Linked DNA regions of Zea mays: region 2 is linked to region 1. A link is a contact called in public Hi-C data. All regions are on one chromosome and are shown on one strand. Each heading gives the region's core, a stretch centred on a gene start, on an enhancer-like site or on the middle of the called end of the contact. The rest is flanking DNA. Distances are from core to core; before and after follow the strand shown. Region 1 has its middle 20 kb from the start of LOC103637179. Region 2 has its middle 79 kb from the start of LOC103637181.

Region 1 (4,532 bases), core at 823-3,322:
ATCCCCATATTATGCAAAGATGATCTTGATATCCAATGAACATATCCAATGAACATTGAGGATAATTAAGCCCATTAGGCGAGTTCATCAAACTTTATTAAATAATTATCCTTGAAATAACATAACCATTTTCGTGTGTTGTTGCAACATTGTCGCAAAATATATCATATCTTCATATGTTGGAGAATTCCAGGTATCACATAAAGTGTACCAAAAGATTTTTGAAAATTGGTGGACACAACATAGATAATCTCCATGTAATGAAACAATGGAGTAGATCTCCCAGTAGTGGGCAAAACTTTTGCTACCTGAAAGCATGGTCTCTAGGCTGATATATTCAAAGAACATACTGCAGCCAATGCTTAGGACTTCACTACCCTGTGCTTGACCAAGATTTCAAAAAATAAAATGGAAATCACCATAAAGGTCAATAACCAACATCACATCTACAACATATCTACTTGGGAGAACACATAGGTAATCATTATGATCATATGATGTAGATCTCTTACTGATGGGCAAATAACATTTTGCTGTCTAAAAGCTTGGTCTCTGGGCAAATAAATTACAAGAACTTATTGCAGCCAAAGCCTAGATCTCCATCATGTGTTTCACAACCCCAAGAAGATATACATCATATTTTGCAAGAATTCATAATTTAATTAAGTAGAATTTAATTAAAAAATTCTTTGAGGTGTTAGCGTGATCGTGGCGTCCTACGTGGCTCACATAGCCAGCGAGGAATTACGATGAACCTTGAGGTTCAATCCCCAAAATGCTGAAATTAAATTTCTAACAAGAAATTTAAAGATAATGATCTCCAAAATTTTGGAGTATACCAAATACCACAACCATTCTTTTGTGATGAACACGTGTAGGTAATCACCATGTAGTTGGTACATAGTGTAGACCTCTCAGTGACAGGCGAAACTAATCGCTGCATTAGACATGGTCTCTGGGCAGGATTATTCATGAGAATAAAACGCAGCCAATGTCTATGTCTCTATCACCTTATGTTCAAATTCAAAATAATGAGTGATATACGACAAATTTGTGTAAGATAAATCTTTTGAAAATTTAAATTAAAGAATTCATCGCACATATGAACAATAATCAATGTATGTTTAGAATTATGCATGAAAGCATATATGAAAACATACATAGGTCGTTCATCCAGTTCTTTTATTGCTGGAAGGGGAAGCGCGTGTGCTGCCAGGCTGCAGCATCACATTGATCTACTGCGGACGCGTTCCCACCGAGGTTCGTCGTCTCGGTCTCACAGAGTGTCAGAGTCTGCAGCAATAGTCCAGTGCGCCAGCCGTCTTTCCAATGATTTCTCTTCACATCCGTATGAACACAGACATAGACAACGTGATTGGATGTTGTATCCGTGGGAGCCAGGCCGGCACGAGGTTGGGTGACCAGCGAAGCCTCTCTCCCACATCTCTGCGCGTGTAGACCGAGATGTAAGAAAATAACTAAGCTGCGCCCGCGCATGCAGGCTGTGCTCGGCCCATGCAGGCCACCAATCACATACACGCACATGGTCAACGCACGTGGTGGACCTGGACGCGATCAGCTGGGCATCCAATCACGACGAGAGTAACCATTTAATGCTGGGCATAATGAATCAGACAATGTGATTTCGAAATCCAGATTAAATCAATAGGAATATAGGAGATGGGGACAAGGAAAACAAAACAAAATTCCCCTTCCATCCACCACGGCAACATCAGAACCGGAATGACAGGCCCCATCGCCTATCGTTGATTCCAATACAGATGCATAGTTGCAAACCATACGGTTGGTGGATGGAGTCTGGGCCGAGGCCCTTTGGCGTGCCTCCCGCTCGCGCGATGTCGCCGCCGCCGATAAGTGCCGCGATGGTTGCCCTCAATGGCGCTAACGCCCAGATGGTTGCCCTCTGCGGGGACGTCGCCAACCTCAACTTTGCTGACTCCGCGTGGCCGCCTGGAGTTGAGGTTGTGTCTACGTCGTGGCCTGGACCGCACAGCTCTGGGTGTGCGCCTGCGCCTGCACGCCTGCCCGGTCCTTCGTTGGCTTCGCCCGCGCGTGCCTAATCGTGGTCGTGGCTGGCCCGCACCGCCGGGAGCGCTGGGCCGAGGCCACGGTAGCCCACGCTAGGACGCCGCTCACCGTGACGGACACTTGTCGCGCCTTCGCTCACCCGGTGGAGATTGGCAACCGACTGCGACGAGGTTGTTGTGCCTAAAAATTTTCAGTAGAGAGTAGAGGTGCTGATAACGTGTTAAAGCGTAGTGAAAACGAGACACAGATAATAGAGAAAATGACAGTCATCGATTGTATTCTAGAGATCATTACATTTATATACAAGTGAAGGTGTATATCCCAAGGGTGTGTGTTCTTTGGGGGAAAACTGTCGCACCCCTTAAATTGATCACATATGTAATATCTTGTAACAAATTTGCGTGTTCCAACAAGCAGAGCATTTCCAACACCAGCAGGCTGCTGCATACTGTGTCAGTGTGGCATGCGTAGCTAGACATGTCCAAACGGGTGGGCCGTGCCGGCCCGGCACGGGCCCGCCTTCGGCCCGGCACGTTTTGGCCCGGCACGTTTCAGCCCGTTAGGGTGACGGGCCGTGCCGGGCTGGGCCACCGTGCCACATCCCAGGCCCAGGCACGGCCCGCACATAGCCGGGCCGTGCCGGGCCGGCCCGCAACCCGTTAAGGCCCGCCGTGCTTTGACCGGGTGGGAAGAAAATGAAGTAAAAAAAAGACAGAAAATTCACTTTGCTAGGATTCGAACCTTGGTTGGAGCATTGGAATGCCTAGCTACACCACTCTAGCCAACTAAACCAAACTTATTTTGTGTCTAAACTATTAAAGTTGCTTCTAATATACAAATAAATGCTCTGAAAAATAAAATAAAAAACCGGGCCGTGCTCGGGCCGGCACGGCGTGCCACGGCAGCGGCCCAAGCCCGGCCCGACTAACGGACCGTGCCGGCCCGAGCCCGTCAACCACCGGGCCGTGCCGTGTTCGTGACGGGCCAAAACCGTGCCGTGCCACGGGCCGCCCGATGGGCACGGCCCATTTGGACATCTCTATGCGTAGCATCCTCCGTGCCACGCAACGCAAATGCGCGCGGCCGGCGCATGATGGTGTATGGGCCTTCAGGCGCACTGCACGTGCGCCGGCGCAGCGCCCGGGTTCTGTCGTACCAGCGACCCAGCGTGCATGTGGGTGCTGTCATTGTGAGGCCGGTGGTGAGGCTGAAAAGCATGCATCATTGGTACGGTACCTTTTGCAATCAGCATGCATGCCGGCCGGTCGACCGCCCTGGTAGGGAAGGGAACGGAGCTGTTTATTCGCTCCATTGATTACATGGCATGCTGGGGACGGAGTTAGGGGCTCTTGCGTTTTTATTTGGAAGCTAGTAGCTCCCATTCGAGTTTGAATCCTAGATACTAGTGTTAGCATGCATGTCTTAATGATCAACAGGGTACGTGTACGCGTACGTGGTGCTGTATACCAGGCACCATGCATGATTACATTCACTACGTATGATTGTACAATGTACACTTGCCCTCCGAACCCCGGAGCAAATCAAGCACTAGGAACATTGCTAGCCGTTGACACGTAAATTATAATTAGCAGAAAAAAGAAGAAGAGCGTTGTACGGTCTGTAGTAAGCAAGACCAGTTCCCTAACCCAACTAGACAGGTAGTCCACCAAGCCGTCCAATCAATGGTAGTACACTGCTGACGGTGCTCTCTACGGGACCACGTACGGTCCACGGCATAGGGACGAACGATCCATGGCTTGGGCGCACGAGCGGCTTCTTCTCTGCGTACGTCCGAACGGTCCACGCTCTGGGCCGAAATGTCCGTGATGGCGTAAGATCCTCTTCCTTCTCACCAGGCTCTGGGTCGGTAGGTCACCCGGGGCACCCTAGACGACGTAGAGTCACCTAGAGACAATTGACGAAGATAATGTAAGAGATGAGTGGATCTTGCCCCTTAGGGAGGCCAGATCCTGGGTCGTCATATGGAGACGGCAGGCCACCCAAGACGGATCTAGATGACATAGAGTAGAATAGGGGTAGAGATGGATATACAGAAAACTAGAACTAGGACTACTCTACATCCACGCCTAGGGCAGGAATAGTAAATAAAGTAAATTGGTTCGATTGGAATGTGTTCGAGGGTTCTCAATCGGCTGTACCCCTTCATATATATAGCCATATAGGGGGTATGGACCCGTTCCTAGGTGATAGCCAACATATCTCACGTGATTAGATGGATAACCATGCACGAGATAAGAATAATCGTCCGAGTTAATCTGATCGCGAGGGCGTGGACCGTCCGGGCCTTCGGGCTGAACCGTCCGCCAGTTTTGGTTCAACACATGTCCCCTGTCTTTTGGTGGAGCTTGGCGAACCAAAAGCACCAGCGCACTTCGGAAACAATAGATCCCATGACTTATTATGTTTCCGAAGTAAGTACTCAGCTCGAAGCAAGTCATCGGCTCTTGTGATCAGATAATGTA
Region 2 (4,532 bases), core at 1,009-3,508, 140 kb before region 1:
ACTATTTGACGAGATCCAGAGGGCCGGATCAGAGCAGCAGCTGTCACCTGCTTGGTACGTACTAGCAAGTGATGGTACGGTAGGGGTGCTTTTTAGCTAGTCTAAATTTTCTCTGATCACTGATCAGGGGCCAGGGCAGGAGGAGGCAGCAAATGGCTGGACGGAAACAAAATCGAAGGTGGCCGGGCGGGCATTGTAGGCCGGATCCCGTATGTGTCCCGAGTTCGAGTAGGACGTGCAAGCAGTTGGTTGGTTGGTACTACTAGCTAGTACAGTACTACGTGGTGCAGTGCAGCATCGTGTGCTTGCTGTGTGCAGATACCAAGGCAGGATTGGGACACGAGATCGACTTGCACATTGAGAGGCGGCAGATGACAGAGAGATGGGAAATAAATAAAGTGCACGAATGTTGAGGGGAAGAAAAATCCAGTACTCCCTCTGAAATCTCTGGTGCTTCGTGCATGCATCCTAAAGTACACGGTCACCCATGAATATATCTATCATCTATCAAATCAGAACCTAATCATTGTAGCGAAGAAAGGCAGCATGCATGCATGCATGCATATGGAATGATTGGCGGACATGGATAGGGCCGAAAGAATGAGGCTGACTACAACAGCAAGATACCATTTTAGTCATCTATTTGCGGTCCTTTTTTGCTATTATCAATGGTTTAGCTACCCATCTATTCATTTTAAAATTAAATCTATGTCACAACCTCTACTCTAAAATAATCTAAGCGTACTCAAAATCTTTTATTCGGTTAGACCCGCTATGGATTTAATATTTATAACTCAAGGATTTAGGAAATTTTTAAATTATAGAAGACATGTGTTATATCCATAACTCATTAGGTATGTAACAAATTCATAAAGATATTGCACAGGTTTATATTAGAATGTATAGATCGAAACAATAATAACTACTTTTACGAGATACTTGGATTAAATAATAGATTCAATCTCACCATGAGATTGAGTGTGAGATATGAATTCAGTTAATCCAGAATCGGATTAGTCTCGTACTTCCCATGCATAACCACCCCGCCCGTACGGTAGTCGGTAGGGGTGAAAACGGTCGAAAACGATCGGTAAACACAAAAACCATTTTCGTTTTCATATTTTTCCTCGGAAACGAGATCGAAAACGGTAACTCCGGAAACGAAAACGATATCGGTAATTCGGAAACATCGGAAACAAAAGTTCGGTACGAAAATTACACCGGTTACGATCGGAATCTAAAAATTCGATCGGTAAAAACTGTAACTTGTACCCTCAATTAACTTCAAAAATCCACGTAAGTCATACATTTATATAAAATTAATAATAAATATATAAGGTAGCAGGCCACAATAAATATATAAAGTAAGAAATCATAAAACAATAAAATCATTATTATGTATTTAAATAAAGTAGAATCAAGATGTGTATAATGATATGGCACTTACATTCTATTTATACACCTACTACTTGGTATAGTCAATATAATTAGTGTCCTCTTGGTACTTCTTAAGTTCTCATTCAAATTATGAATATATGTATCAAGAGTAATAAGAGGTAAGAAAACATAAATAAGATTTATAAAAGTTTCAGACGATTCTAAACTATATACCATTAGATAGATCTTGATTTTAGAAAAATAATAAAATTAGTTTTATATTTTTCTAAGCTAAGATGAGTTTATTATGAATTTATAAAGATCAGTTCAGATTTAATATTTTTTCTGAAAAATACCGAATTTATTATCGACGGTAAAATACCGAATAAAAACGGTAATTTCCGGAAACGGTCGGAAGAGACCCAAACCGTTTCCGTTTCCGATTTCGAGTTTTTCTACCGATTCCGTTTCCGTATTTTCGGTAACCGTTTCCGTTTAGACCTAAATTTCGGTAAATATTCGAAAACGATTTCCGGTATCCGAAAATTACCGTTTTCGTTTTCATCCCTAGTAGTCGGTCTCTGTTGCTTGCGCATTGCCACGACCCACCCACATACCTTGTGCTGCTAAAATCCCCAGGCGACAGACAGGTGTACGAAAACTGAACAGTCCCGTCGACGCCACTTGTGACGTCACCAACAGTATCGGCAACTGAAGGCATGCCGCGAAGAGAAACACACAGCAGAATCCTGACCATTCAAAAAAACAAAGAACAGGGTCCCGACAGGAGGCGGCCCACGCGCTCGCCCTCACGTGCTGGGCCGGGTGATGGGGATCCGGATCCTGTCCAGCCTGCGCCTGACTGCCCGCCATCCGGCCTCCGATGGCTCCGCGCCCGCGCTTCCCGGCTCCATGTCGCCAGCTAAGCCCACGGGCCCACGGCGCCGCACATCACCTGCTCGCGTCGCTTCCCGACGGCAGCTAGCGTTTGGTTCCGAAACCACCTCGATGGAACGGTTCCGTACAGAGATGTCAATGTGTCCCGAAACTCGATTACCCATATGAAATTCCTCTATTAAAATTAGGATATGAATTAAAATTGATCTCCATAGATATAGATTTGAGAGAAATCATTTCCCTATCGGGTATGGGATACGGGTTTGGGAAGGCTAAACCCGAACCCGATTACCCATTGGACTGTGTTACCCGATTTACTACAGCATCCAGGCTTCTAGGGGAATTCATCTTCGAGCATATGCTTGTCCGTCTGTGGGCTTAAATGATAAAACATGTACTAAGAGATATTTCTATTTACTGTTTGACCATATTTGTGATATGTGGATATGTGGCTACTAGAAGACACTATTTATTTTACATGAGTATGTTGATGAAACTACAAGATATGCATGCTGAAATGCTGAATTGTGTTATGTCCATATATTGAAATTCCGAAATGTTGAATAGTCGGGTCGTGTACGGTTCTGTGGGGGACAGATATCCCCCGGGTCCACTAGAAGGATGAAAGACCTCACGAAAGGTCCAAGGGCCCAATGAATCGTAAGGCCATCCCTTCGTGGGCCTAGGAAGGGACAATCAGTAAAGCAGATCGACGTAAGGCCGGATTGGTGCAAGCCCGGACGGCCCACAGCGTTGAGCAAGCGACCACAACAAGGATCCGACTTTCCCGCGCTGGAGCCCCATGCAGCGGATCCAGGCGAGGATAGGTCGGCAAAATCATAGGAAGATAGACTCAAACAAGTTCACTATCTTTTAGGTGCACATAGTTATCATATCCACGTGTATTGCCCCACGGTCGAATATATAAGGCCTAGGGGGCACCCCTTCAAAACGATCGACCCTATTACTCAGCCGCCCACCTCAACTCTCTGCATTCTCAATTCAGAGAGCTACCTTGTAACCTCATTCACCAAGCATACTCCCCAGGACGTAGGGTGTTACGCATCTCTAAGCGGCCCGAACCTGTAAACATTGTCCACTGTCCCTCGTGCATCTGGCACGAACCATTTTGCTACAGTCGGCGACACCGTCCTACTCCTAAAAACACCTTGAGGGGCAACCCCGGGTGTGCGGTCGGACCCAAAACACTGACAGCTGGCGCGCCAGGTAGGGGGTGTGTCGACGATCCAAGCTAGCTCAATGGCCGTCACCTTCCACAGCAAGATCACCCTCCGTCCCGGATCCGTATTCTGCTTCGGAACAATCTCATCCGTACCAGATGAAGAGGGAACTCTACACCGCATTGCAGATCCGCCGAAAAAGAAGTCTCCTCCAACAAACTCCGAAAATGTCGGAGAAGCGCAACCTCCAGCTCTCCGGAAAAAGATCGCCTTCAGAAAGTCAGGGGCCGAGGGCCCGCTGACCCGGAGAACTCCACTGTCTACTTCCCGACAAAAGAATGGACACAGATCGCGAGGAAGAAGGAGACCAAGGGGAAGCAAGTTGTTCTTTCCGTTCCTCCGCCCTCAAAAGAGAACGGAAAGAAGGTCGCCACGACAGCAGCTCCATTCTATCCCGACGTCCTCTTCATCGGGAGAGTGGAGTCGCCTCCCATCTCCGACGACGAGCCGACCGCACCCAGAGAAGAACCACCTCAACGAGAATCCCGCCGACGGAGAAACCGGCGCCGGAACTGATAGTCGCCTAGAGGGGAGGGTGAATAGGGCGAGACTGAAATTTACAAATATAAACACAACTACAAGCCGGGTTAGCGTTAGAAATATAAACGAGTCCGCGAGAGAGGGCGCAAAACAAATCGCAAGCGAATAAGTAAGTGAGACACGCGGATTTGTTTTACCGAGGTTCGGTTTTCGCAAACCTACTCCCCGTTGAGGAGGCCACAAAGGACGGGTCTCTTTCAACCCTTCCCTCTCTCAAACGGTCCCTCGGACCGAGTGAGCTTTTCTTCTTCTCAATCAAACGGGAACAAAACTTCCCCGCAAGGGCCACCACACAATTGGTGCCTCTTGCCTTAGTTACAATTGAGTTTTGATCACAAGAACAAGTGAGAAAGGAAAAAGCGATCCAAGCGCAAGAGCTCAAAAGAACACGGCAAATCTCTCTCGCTAGTCACTAAAGGCTTGGGTGGAATTGGAGAGGATTTGATCTCTTTGGTGTGTCTAGAATTGAATGCTAGA

The links. Hi-C and Micro-C count contacts between places; a contact is called where the count stands out from the background.
Region 2: a contact with region 1 is called in a Hi-C map of ear, with 1.8 times the contacts expected there. The contact joins two enhancer-like sites. A contact is called at or near these places in 2 of 25 Hi-C or Micro-C datasets (ear and tassel).

The regions. Positions count from the first base shown.
Region 1 is chr8:111,074,276-111,078,807 of Zm-B73-REFERENCE-NAM-5.0, reverse strand. No RefSeq gene overlaps it. Among protein-coding and RNA genes, the nearest start is that of LOC103637179, 20 kb to the left of the region's middle. Within about 2 kb of position 2,072, at least 17 of the 20 cell types and tissues checked have an H3K27ac peak or open chromatin away from gene starts, as enhancers often do. A contact at or near this core is called in ear and tassel, where this site is marked.
Region 2 is chr8:111,214,292-111,218,823 of Zm-B73-REFERENCE-NAM-5.0, reverse strand. No RefSeq gene overlaps it. Among protein-coding and RNA genes, the nearest start is that of LOC103637181, 79 kb to the left of the region's middle. Within about 2 kb of position 2,258, at least 17 of the 20 cell types and tissues checked have an H3K27ac peak or open chromatin away from gene starts, as enhancers often do. A contact at or near this core is called in ear and tassel, where this site is marked.